Linked DNA regions of Macaca mulatta: region 2 is linked to region 1. Evidence: chromatin contacts called from public Hi-C data. All regions are on one chromosome and are shown on one strand. The core of a region is the stretch at or near the end of the contact, and the rest is flanking DNA. Distances in the headings are between cores, read along the strand shown. Region 1 holds the start of GINM1 (glycosylated integral membrane protein 1). Region 2 holds the start of PCMT1 (protein-L-isoaspartate (D-aspartate) O-methyltransferase).

Evidence for each region. Hi-C and Micro-C count contacts between places; a contact is called where the count stands out from the background.
Region 2: a contact with region 1 is called in a Hi-C map of liver, with 5 times the contacts expected there. The contact joins the promoter of PCMT1 here to the promoter of GINM1 in region 1. A contact is called at or near these places in 2 of 14 Hi-C or Micro-C datasets (fetal cortex germinal zone and liver).

The regions. Positions count from the first base shown.
Region 1 is chr4:68,061,608-68,067,784 of T2T-MMU8v2.0, forward strand. It overlaps GINM1 (glycosylated integral membrane protein 1), which reads left to right and starts at 3,673. Exons shown (of 8, transcript NM_001193728.2): 1 at 3,673-3,892. The coding sequence starts at 3,773.
Region 2 is chr4:68,257,822-68,263,482 of T2T-MMU8v2.0, forward strand. PCMT1 (protein-L-isoaspartate (D-aspartate) O-methyltransferase) reads left to right here and starts at 2,020. Exons shown (of 7, transcript XM_015137139.3): 1 at 2,020-2,249. The coding sequence starts at 2,021.

The DNA of each region.
Region 1 (6,177 bases), core at 2,423-4,922:
GAATAATTTATAATCATCTCTATAAATGTATATAAATTAACTAAATGCCTTTTGTTTTATTATACTGTGTTGGCTTAGAATACCAGAATTTAAAACCACAGCTTCATCGTTTACTATTCTGTAACTCAGAGAAAAACGCTAAATTTCTATAAATTTCTGTTTTGTATATAAAAATGGGATAATAAATTGTAATCATGTCATTAGGCTGTTATGAGGTTTGAATAATACACATAAAGCACTTAACACAATTAGGAAAATACATGCTGGATGCTACAATGATAATATTTCTATGAGTTGTTCTTCATATGAGAGGCATCACCCATCATTATGAGCTAATGAAATTCATTCATAAATATATGAACAAGAAAGTTACAGCAAAAGCAGTTTTAAAATATTTAAGGCCAGGCACAGTGGCTCATGACTGTAATCCCAGCACTTTGGGAGGCCGAGGCAGGTGGATCACCTGAGGTCAGGAGTTTGAGACCAGCCTGGCCAACGTGGTGAAACCCCATCTCTACTAAAAATACAAAAATTAGCTGGGCGTGGTGGTGGGTGCCTGTTATCCCAGCTACTCTGCCTCGGGAGGCTGAGGCAGGAGAATTGCTTGAACCTGGGAGGAGGAGGTTGCAGTGAGCTGAGATTGCGCCATTGCACCCCAGCCTGGGTGACAAGAGTGAAACTCTGTCTCATAAAAAAAAAAAAAAAAAAAAAAAAAAGTTAGGCCAGGCATAGTGGCTCATGCCTGTAATCCCAACACTTTGGAAGGCCAAGGCAGGAGGACTGCTTCAGCTCAGGAATTCAAGACCAACCTGGGCAACCTCGCAAGGCCTCGTCTCCACTTAAAAAAAAAAAAAAAAATCAGCAGGGCATGGGGGCACATGCCTACAGTCCCAGCTACTCAGGAGTCTGAGGTAGGAAGATAGCTTCAGCCCAGGAAGTCAAGGCTGCAGTGAGCCATGATCTATCTTGCCATGGGACTCCAGCCTGGGTGTCAAAGCAAGACCCTGTCTCAAAAAAATAAAATACAATATCTTTGTTTCTTGCTCTCCCTCTTGTCATCTTCTAGGGGTCTTTTTAAAAGTTCAAAAATATGTAGATGACTAACTCTGGAAAATACTGGAGTAGACTGTGTTGCAATAGAAGTGCAGTGAACTCACTCCCAGAAATTGGAAACAGATACAAATCATCTCCCAGATTTCCTTTTGGCATCAAGCCTGCTTTAAATTGCCGAAAAAGATGGACTCCAATTTTTATTGTGGGAATGATGAAAATGACAACGAAATCAGCTACTTAAAAAGGAAATATATCAAGGTTTGGAGTCAAAAGGTATTATCAAGTGAAAGAATAAAGACATTTTAATATATACTTTGTTTTCTGTAGTATTAGAAATGTTTTAGAATATCTTCTCCTATATGAAAGATAAACTTCAAAGAAGAGAAAGCATCTAATGTGCACAGAACTGCAGTCGGTTGCTGTTAGGTAAGTTGAACTCTTTATGATAGAAGATATCAAGTTGACATGAGCTGACTCAAAGGAACATCAAAGTACTCACCGTATTAACATTGACATATTTATGTGTCATGTAAGCAACTGCCAAGTTAATTCTGTCTTTTGTTTCTCAGATTAATGTGAAGGCTTAGTATACCAAGTTGAGTTTTCCAATGGACAAGTGGAACTCAGCCACAAACCTTGTTTAAAGTTTTGTTGTAACTCATTAGAGTTGTGGTATGGTGCTTTTTACCCCAAATGATGGGGTTTTTAAACATGAAATTCCATAGCGCTCATGTTTGCATGCAGCAAAACAATGGCCTAAAGAGAACCATTTCATACAAAACAGTAAAATTGTTGATTATTAAATAATACTGTCAACCACTTAGGCATTATTTGTCTAACAAACCCCCACTGAGGGCCTACTCTAGCAAGCTGTTTGCTTTAAGGTTTGGCCACGCCCTTCCTGGAGCTCACACCTGTCTGACCAGACAGACAAGCAAAAGAACAGTGGACAGTTAGACCATGGGAAAGGCTCTGTGAGAAAATAGCCGCAACTTTCCCTATTATCTTTTCATATATACGTACTTTGTAACCTTATATTACTAATTCAAATTATACACATCCACATGTCATGTTTTCTGACTTCCAGATTCTTTTTTTTTTTTTGAGACGGAGTCTTACTCCATCGCGCAAGCTAGAGTGCAATAGCGCGATCTTGGCTCACTGCAACCTCTGCCTCCCGGATTCAAGCGATTCTCCTGCCTCAGCCTCCCTAGCAGCTGGAATTACAGGTGCGTGCCATTATGCCTGGCTAATTTTTGTATTTTTAGTAAAGATGGGGTTCCACCAAGTTGGCCAGGGTGTTCTCGAACTCCTGACCTCAAGTGATCCACCCGCCTCGGCCTTCCAAAGTGTTGGGATTACAGGCATGAGCCACTGCGCTCGGCTTCTAGATTCCTTTTTTTTTTTTTTTTTTTAAATAGACTCGGGCGATCCTCTTGCCTGTGTTTGCTGCATAGCTGGGACTACAGGCACAAACTACCACGTCCATCTCCAAATTCATTTTTAATTTCAGCAGTAGGAAAAAAGTGAAAAGGCCAAGTTTGCAGATGGAACCCAGAAGTGGGTGGGGCTTCGCTGTGAAATCTCTTGTAGCTTAACAGTGGCGTGGGGAATCTCAGAGTAAGCCCGGAGTTAGTTGAAAGGAGTCTTCAGCCAAAACTTTTATAACTTATTCTGGCGGGGGGAGGGGAAGCAGGCAAGTGGCAGGAGGGTGTTAAAAGGAGTAAAGGGGGCTCAAAGAGAGAAGCAGATTCTTGTTTCCCTTTTCATGTCAAAAGTTTTATTTCAAAGGAAGACTAAATATTTCTCTTATTCTGCCTGAATGGCCAAGTTTCCAAGTTTTTCTCAATCAACATGCAATCCTGTTAATCTAAAATGCTTGAATTTCTTGCTACTCTCTGCTTTACAGGGTTCCGTAACTTTTTTTTTTTTAATCTGAAAAGTGGAAGAAAAGTCTAACACTTTCACTTTAGAGTTACGATACTGACCAAAAAGGCGCTGAGCGCCCAGGTGTGCTGGCTTCCAGCTGAGCGCTGTCCCTGCGCCGCCTCCAGGGGTCGGCGGAATGCTGAACGATAAGCGTGGCGCATCCTCAACCTTGGCCCCACAATGAATCAATCACCCAAGAAAATTTAAAAACCACCAGGGCCCGAGCCGCAGCCCAGGCTGGAAAGTGCTGTGTTCAGGGAGACCCCAGTACTTTTTAAAGCTTTCCGGGAGAGTCCCACGTGCACCCAAGGGTGGGAAATTACCCACTTAATAAAAATTTCCCCTCTAAATGCGATGTTTCATTTTTAATGTACAACAGTTTTCTGAAATATTTCCATTGTTTTCATCGTATAGGTACATGTACATGTACACACCAAGACACATGCATGTGTATATATACTAATTTTTAAAATAATGGCTACGAGAATATTTGCATTGCTCAAGTTGGAGTCCTGTCCAATCCTGAGGGCGGGTCTAATGAGGGGCCGTACCTTCCAAGACTTCACTCCGCCCCTGGACGCCGCGCGGCGCTGCGCGTGCGCAAACGCTTTTCCCCGGCGAGCCGGATCTCGGAGTCTCCCAGTGCCTTCCGTGGCCTCCCTGGAAGGGGACAGCCCGCCCCGCCCCGCCCCGCCCCGCCCCGCCCCGCCCGCCGAAGCTCCGCCCCTCCCGCGGGCCGGCTCCGCCCTCACCTCCCGGCCGCCGCTGCACTCTGCCCCGGTTGTCCAAGATGGAGGGCGCTCCACCGGGGCCGCTCGCCCTCCGGCTGCTGCTGTTCGTGGCGCTACCCGCCGCCGGGTGGCTGACGACGGGCGCCCCCGAGCCGCCGCCGCTGTCCGGAGCCCCACAGGTAGGGCAGGGCGGACCCGGCTGGCCGCTTTACGACTCCGACCCTCCGGGAGGCCCGGGCAGTCCACAATGACGCTTTCCACATCCCACCGGTGGGCAGGGGCGGGGGTCCGGGCCCCCGAAGGAGGTGTGGGGAGAAGCACCCCAGGAAATTGGGGCGGCGTGGGAGGCCGAGGTAAGAGGGAAGGGACCTACTGGGGCTGCGTCGCTGTGAGTGAGCCTGGAGCCACCCCACACTGACTCTCCGGCGGCCCAAGCCGGCGCGCGACCTGACGGGGCTTTGCCGTCGAAGCGCGCGATTGCCGGTGATCGCGGGCCTTCGTAATGGCGCCTTCCCGGGGTAGAGCCGGCGCTTGGGCAGGGAATGTTTGCGTGCTCGGGAAGTGTGGAAGTTGCCCACTTCGCGCGTTTCCAGGCCACCTGTGCCTGCTCGGCCTGCGATCGCGAGGGCCCGCGGTCCCGAGGCTGCGGGGCTCCGCTGGGCTGAGGTGGGCAGAGGCAGAGACCCGGCCCTCGCGCGACGTAGTGTTTTTGTCGGATGTTGGAGGAGAAGTTCTCACGGCGGGGCGCGATCGGCGGCGTCGGCATCCGCTGGGAACTCAGCCCGTCCTCTGGGGGCGGGGCCCAGCAGTCCGGGTTGGCGAGTCCTACAGGTGCTTCTGATGCCGGCTGAGGTGGGAGAATCGAGGCATCCTAACATTGAAACGTGGCTGATGCTCACCATTTCTGCCGTAGAGTCGTGCCTACCTAGGCCAGTATCAGCCTTTTTTTCAGTAGAATGGTAGGGAAAAGTTTGAATATTTTAAAGTGCAAGTTTTCTGAGAATGACAAGAGACTATGTCGGTACACCTTATCTTACTCCTCAAGACTTGAATACGAACACTCTAAATATAAAGGTGAAGGGCACGGTAAATGTCACTTTGACCAACAAGGTGAAACCGCGTCTCTACTAAAAATAGAAAAATTAGCCGGGCGTGGTGGCAGGTGCCTGTAGTCCCAGCTACTCGGGAGGCTGAGACAGGAAAATTGCTTTAACCCAGGAGGCAGAGGTTGCAGTGAGCCAAGATCGTGCCACTACACTCCAGCTTGGGTGACTGAGCGAGACTCCGTCTCAAACAAAAACAAAACAAAGCAAGTTTTAACGTTTTAGAATAATGACATTACCCCATGTGGGTACAAAAATGACGAGCATGTCTCAGTTCTGCAGGGCATTACAAGAAGCCAGACATTGCCTGCCGTAAGAACCACCTATATCTGAAATTATATGTGGATCACAGTTGCATCTGGTTAAACAATAGGAATGTGATGGACAGGCACCAAGGGACCAAATAAAAGTGAAATAGTTCTAAAAAGTTCTGGAAATATGGACATTATTTTCCCATTTTTCAAGTTTTAAAGATTCATAATTGACACCTATGTGTCAAGCGATGTTTAGGTCTATATAATCTGTGAAAAATACATTTTGACTGCAGGCTTAAAATACACTGCATTGTCAGCTGGCTCTTAGTGATTTTATTATTTCAGTTCTCCCTTCTTGGACCTTCATTTCACTTTTGGAAAGTCCAGATCTAAACTCGGAAATTCACATATTAAGCTGGGTGCAGTGGCTTACGCCTGTAATCCCAGCTACTCGGGAAGCCAAAGCCAGAGGATCGCTTGAGACCAAGAGCTGGGTGTTGGCTGATAAGCCTGGTTAACATAGCAAGAGCCTATCTCAACAATAAACAGTTTCACAGATTAAATGAATGCTGAACAATAGAAAGAGAATCCCATTACCTGGACTGTGTTTGTGGGAAACTGAAGTCCCTTGATCTAAGTCTTCTCAACGTCTTATTGTGAAACATTTCCAAATAGGAAAGAATTTCACAGTGGTCCCATATATTGTATAAGTGCTGTCCAGTAGAACTTTCTGCCTTGATGGTTATGTCTTTTCTCACCTTGTGAGTAGCCACTGGACTGCTGTGGCCACTGAGCACTTGCAATGTGGCCAGTGCCAGTTAGGAACTGCTTTTAAATTTTTATTTAATTTTAACCAATTTAAATGTAAATAGTCACAAGTGATTAGTGTGTACCATATTGAACAGTGCAGAACCAGACTACCCTTAACATTACTAGCTTTATCACATCTGTCCATCCTCATATCTAGCCTGATATAAATTAAACTGGTTGAAGTCAGGAAAATTCTGCCTTCTTCCAATGACTCAGATTTATTGGATTATAAGCATTTTTCGGTTTTTATGTATGCAGTTGTCAGAAGTTGAGGTTATACAAGATTGCCTTTTTTTT
Region 2 (5,661 bases), core at 770-3,269, 190 kb after region 1:
CTGAAAAATGAACCTCTTTAATACTACAGGTGTTCATAACTGTATGTTGGTTGTTTCTTTAAAAAGGGCCATTATGCTATTGTTGTTTTTATGTGATATTGGTAGTCCTACTTCACAGGGACAGTTTAGGGAAGCACTGCATGTAAATGCAATCCATCTGGCTCAGCTTTAGAGTTATCAGGTTCCTATCAAGGATTTGACTTTTTTCTTTTCACCAAATGGAAGATCATCAAGAAACTGTAGAAAAGATGAAATGGAAAATATTAAGTGGGTTACAGTCCCAAATCAACAATTTATTCATGTTTAATATTGAAGTAAAGAACACTGTTTTGGCTGGGCACGGTGGCTCATGCCTGTAATTCCAGCACTTTGGGAGATCGAGGCAGGCAGATCACGAGGTCAGGAGTTCAAGACCAGCCTGGCCAACATGGTGAAACTCTACTACTAAAAATACAAAAAAATTAGCTGGGCATGGTGGTCGTGCCTGTAATTCCAGCTACTCGGGAGGCTGCGGCAGAATTCCTTGAACGCGGACCTGGGAGGCGGAGGTTGCAGCGAGCCAAGATCGTGCCACTGCATTCCAGCCTGGGCTACTGAGCGAGACTCCGTCTCAAAAAACAAAAACAAAAACAAAAAACCCAGTTTTGTCAGTAGTTTCATTTATGGTCACAGAATCCCAGAAAATAGGTAGTGATGATTTTGGATGGGAAACAGGCCAGTGTCACATTTTACAAAATCGGGTAAGAACTAGAATTTGAAAATTGTGCTGACATAGTAGCACAGATGTCTTAGCCTTGTTTCCTTCCAACAGATTACTGGAGGCCGGGCGCAATGGCTTACGCCTGTAATCCCAGCACTTGGGGAGGCGGACGAGGGCAGATCCCGAGGTCAGGAGATCGAGACCATCCTGGCTAACACGGTGAAACCCCGTCTCTACTAAAAATACAAAAAATTAGCCGGGCGTGGTGGCGGGCGCCTGTAGTCTCAGCTACTCAGGAGGCTGAACCCGGGAGGCGGAGCTTGCAGTGAGCCGAGATCGCGCCACTGCACTCCAGCCTGGGCGACAGAGCGAGACTCTGTCTCAAAAAAAAAAAAAAAAAAAGAAAGAAAAAAAAAAGATTACTGGACTAAGTGTTGGCTGGATTCTGTCAGTCTCAGGTCAAATTACGAGTCAGCGATTTGGACGCGACAAGCAATGTTCTCAGTGAGCTTCTCACTCATGGTCTTGCAGAGCTGATAGCAATAAAGCTATGGTGGAATTTGTGAGGCTTAATTAGGTGGAAATGCACACTTTTGTCGGGAGAATAACACGTTCACCAGAGGACACAGTGGTATTTTTTAACCAATCGCAATTCTTTACGTTCGTATTATTCTAAGGGAGCAAAGCTTTGCCAACCCCCACCCCCATGTCCTGGTATTCTTCCACTCCCTGACAGCTTTAGAACCAGGGTTCCAAAGTCTTTGCTTAGCCTAACGGTGACATGTTTGTCACAAAGCCAGATGCCGGTGTACTCGGGTTAGAGAGGGCCTTTGTCGTTGGGTTTTATTCTTATTGTGTTATTCGGGCTCCACAGACCCAAATACCAGTCAACTGGGTTGGGCGAGGTAGGAACGGATGAAGCCCACCGTCTAACAATCTGGCCATCTATAGGAGGAGATCCGCCGCTCGAAACAGCTGACCCAGCAGCGACTGCGGAACCACAAGGAGCGTCTGCAAAGATCGACCCCGCCATCCCGCCGTCCCGCTCGGTGACCGGAGACGCAGCCGGGAACGCGACTGATCAGGCTACCGAGCCCGGCCGCAGGGCGAAGTCGGTGCGGTTCGAGGCCTCAGAAAGGGACACGCAGCAGCGGCGGTGGCGCTGACTCAGCCTGGCCTCCCTGCAGTCCCCCTGACAGCCGCAGCAGCCACAGCAGCCACACGCGCGGGCAGCTGGGCCACACGCTTCCCCCGCCCTCGGCCCCACCCGGCCGCACCCTAGGCCGCGCGGCGTCACAGAGCGCATGCGTGCCGCGGGGGATGCCGGGAGCGCGCAGTGGCGGCAGCAGCGGCGACGGCAGTAACAGCGGCAGCTACAGCGGGGACGCGAGCGGGGCGGTGACGGTGTGGGAGGTGGTCTCACTCTTGGGAAAACTGCTGGGCACCGTCGCCGCGCTGAAGGTGGTTCTGTACCTGCTCCGAGTGTGCTTAGCGATGGCCTGGAAATCCGGCGGCGCCAGCCACTCGGAGCTAATCCACAATCTCCGCAGTAAGTGCCACCTCCGCCCGTTGTAGGGCAGCTAGGGCAGGCTGGGCCTGGACCGGGTCCCCCTGGGCCGTCTGGAACGTTCTGTCTGCCCCCGCGCGCCTGTTGGAGGGCTTCGGCGCAGAGTTGCCCCAGTAGTCCCGAACGGCGTGCGCTTGCAATCGCCTCCCTCGGTACCTGTCACTCGTCGACGACGTGGACTGGAAGGGGAGAGAAAGAGCCAGGGGCCGCTGGTGGTGGGGGCAGGGGCAGTCGTCTCCCTGCAGGCCCTGGGGGAGGGAGTGCAGTACAGGTGGTGTTGCTGTCACTCAGGTCCGCGTCCGGGTCCGGCTTGTGAGGGGCGTGCCTTCGGGGTGGGAGCGTGTGGGCTAGGCCTTGTAGAGAGAGTGGGCTGGCGCTCAGGAGACCCCACGCTCGTCCCCTGCATTTTTCTCACCTTCCTCCTCCATAATCAACCTCACTGCGAGCTTTCCCTCTTATGCAGCCTCCCCCGCCCTCGGTTTTTTCCCCTGGAGGGAGATGCCACCGTCTGATACAGGCGAGGGGAGGAAGATGAGAGTATTGCCATTGCAGATGCTGGGAGAAATTTCTCGGGCGGCTGTCCAGTGGAAAGCTCCGTAGGGGGCGGAGAAAGAACAGAGGATGCTGTTCCTGAGAGACTTGTGTTTCAGGAGCCTTTACAGGTCCTGGATCAACAAAGGGTTGCGTGTCTAATGTTCCAACTTTTTTCAGGGCTACCATAGGCTTTAAAAACCTTGTATGGAGTTTCTTTATATCACTCTCTTACTGTATTCCTTCTTCTGATGATAATTTTAGGGTAGGATGATTGCTGTGTCACTTTCTTTTTTTAAATCGAAATATAGCGTCCCCGTTTTGTTGGGAGACTACAAGGGCCACAGTCTATAATAATCTCACTGGTCAGAATTTATAACACTCTTTGCTACTAACTTTGCAGTAATCATATCTTGCCACATGGTATTTTTAATTGTCCTGTGTTACTTAGCTTTTCATGTGTTTGTCTTATCTCCCAACTCGATTTGTAATTTCCTTAAGGGCTGGCACCATTAAAATTTTTTTTTGGCCGGGCTCGTTGGCATGCCTGTAATCCAGCGCTTTGGGAGGCCAAGGCGGGTGGATTACCTGAGTTCAGGAGTTCGAGACCAGCCAGGCCGACATGATGAAACCCTGTCTCTACTAAAAATACAAAAATTAGCCGGAGGTGGTGGTGCCTGCCGGTAATCCCAGCTGCTTGAGAGGCTGAGGCAGGAGAATCGCTGGAACCTGGGAGGCAGAGGTTGCAGTGTGAGCCAAGATCTTACCACTGCACTCCAGCCTGGGCAACAAGGGCAGAAACTCCATCTCAAAAAAAGAAAATTTTTTTTAAACTTCTCTAAGAATTTAATAGTCATCCCTTTTTTTCATAAATGCCCATTAAGTGTCCATTATATGCCTAAATCTGTGCTAGACAGACCAAGGTGGCTGAAAGAAATTAGGAGTGCTGTTTGGCACATGGTTGGTACTTTTTTTTCTTTTTTGAGACGGAGTCTCGGTCTGTAGCCCAGACTGGAGTGCAATGGCACAGTCTTTAGTCACGCAACCTCCGCCTCCTAGGTTCAAACAATTGTCCTGTCTCAGCCTCCCGAGTAGCTGGGACTACAGGCGCCTGCCAGCACGCCTGGCTAATTTTTGTATTTTTAGTAGAGAAGGGGTTTCACTATGTTGGCCAGGCTGGTGTCGAACTCCTGACCTCGTGTTCCGCCCACCTTGGCCTCCCAAAGTGCTGGGATTATAGGCGTGAGCCACCGTGCGTGGCCAGTATTTAATATATTAGTCATTTTCAATATTTTTTGGTGGGGGGACAATACTTAATGTGGAAACTGACTCTTTAGTGTTTGGTAACAGAGAATGTTTGTTTATTTTTTTTGACAGGGTTTCACTGTCACCCAGGTTGGAGTGCAGTGGCGTGAGCTTGGCTCACTGCAACCCCTGCTTTTCGTGCTCAAGCGATTTTCCCACCGCAGCCTCCTGAGTACAGGGGTGCCACCATGCCAGGCCAATTTTTGTAGGTTTTTTTCTTTTTCTGATAGTTTATGAGATGGGGTCTTGCTATGTTGCCCAGGCTGGTCTTTAACTCCTGGACTCAAACGATTTGTTGGACTCAGACTCCCAAAATTTTGGGATTACAGGGGTGAGCCACCACATCTGGCCATGGTGAATGTTTAGATGTTAACTTTTTTTTTTTGAGACGGAGTTTTGCTCTTGTTGCCCAAGTGGAGTGGAGTGCAATGGTGCAATCTTGGCTCACTGCAACCTCTGCCTCCTGGGTTCAAGCAATTATTTTGCCTCAGCCTCCTGAGTAGCTGGGATTACAGGTGCGTGCCACCACCCGGCTAATTTTTTGTATTTTTAGTAGAAACAGGGTTTCACCGTGTTAGCCAGGCTGGTCTCAAACTCTTGACCTAAGGTGATCTGCCTGCTTCGGCCTGTCAAAGTGTTTGAATTACAGGCGTGAGCCACTGCGCCCAGCCTAGATGTCAATGTTTTGTCAAGCATTGTCAGGTTCATTTTATGGAATGATGCTTGATTGGAAATGGACATTTATGTGGTACAACAGTAGTATGAAGTATGATTTGGGTTCTCGTGGATGGCACATAAGCTTAATATGTTGTAAATATTTTTATGAAATCCCTTAACATGATCTCAGTGCCTCCTATTGCAGTATATGTACCTGGAACATTTTGTACACAAATTGTGATTAAGTAATTTTCCAACAGTAGATTATCATAGTAGGCACTTGGCTGTGGCAGAAATTTGTAATCAATCAGGCTCTTAAAGTCTCTCCTTTTTGGGCCAAATTTGTGGTAAGCCAAGACTAGATAGATCTTTTCCCAGTGGTTTTATAATCACTTTAATGTATTACATTACTGTTCTTAGCTGAAATTTCTAAGAATGTTTTTCTGTCAGAAAATTTAATAAGGAATATTTAGCATACATAGATGTTGATTTTGCAAATAGTTTAATACTAGATTTATGATTGTTAAGAGGAATTTAGAGTAGTATAGTTGTTTAGCTTCTTTTGTAACACTTGTGCAACTTTAGTTTCAACTTCTTGCTGAGGTAATTCTAGCTAATAGATTTCTTTTTGTTAGCTTATTACAAAAGTAATATTTGCTCATGTGAAAATTGCAATTGATATAAAATTTGAAAATACTGCCTTCCTTCCTCATTATTCTACTGTGTATATTCTGTCTAAGTTAAAGGTTTTTAATTGAAATCTTAGAAAAATATAAAAATGTGATTATGTTGATGTTGAAATGAAAAGGGGCCTGCTTACTAGAAGAGGAAGGAAATTACAGTTTTAATTTTTTTTTTTTTTTTTTTTTTGAGACAGTTTCGCTCTTGTTGCCCAGGCTGG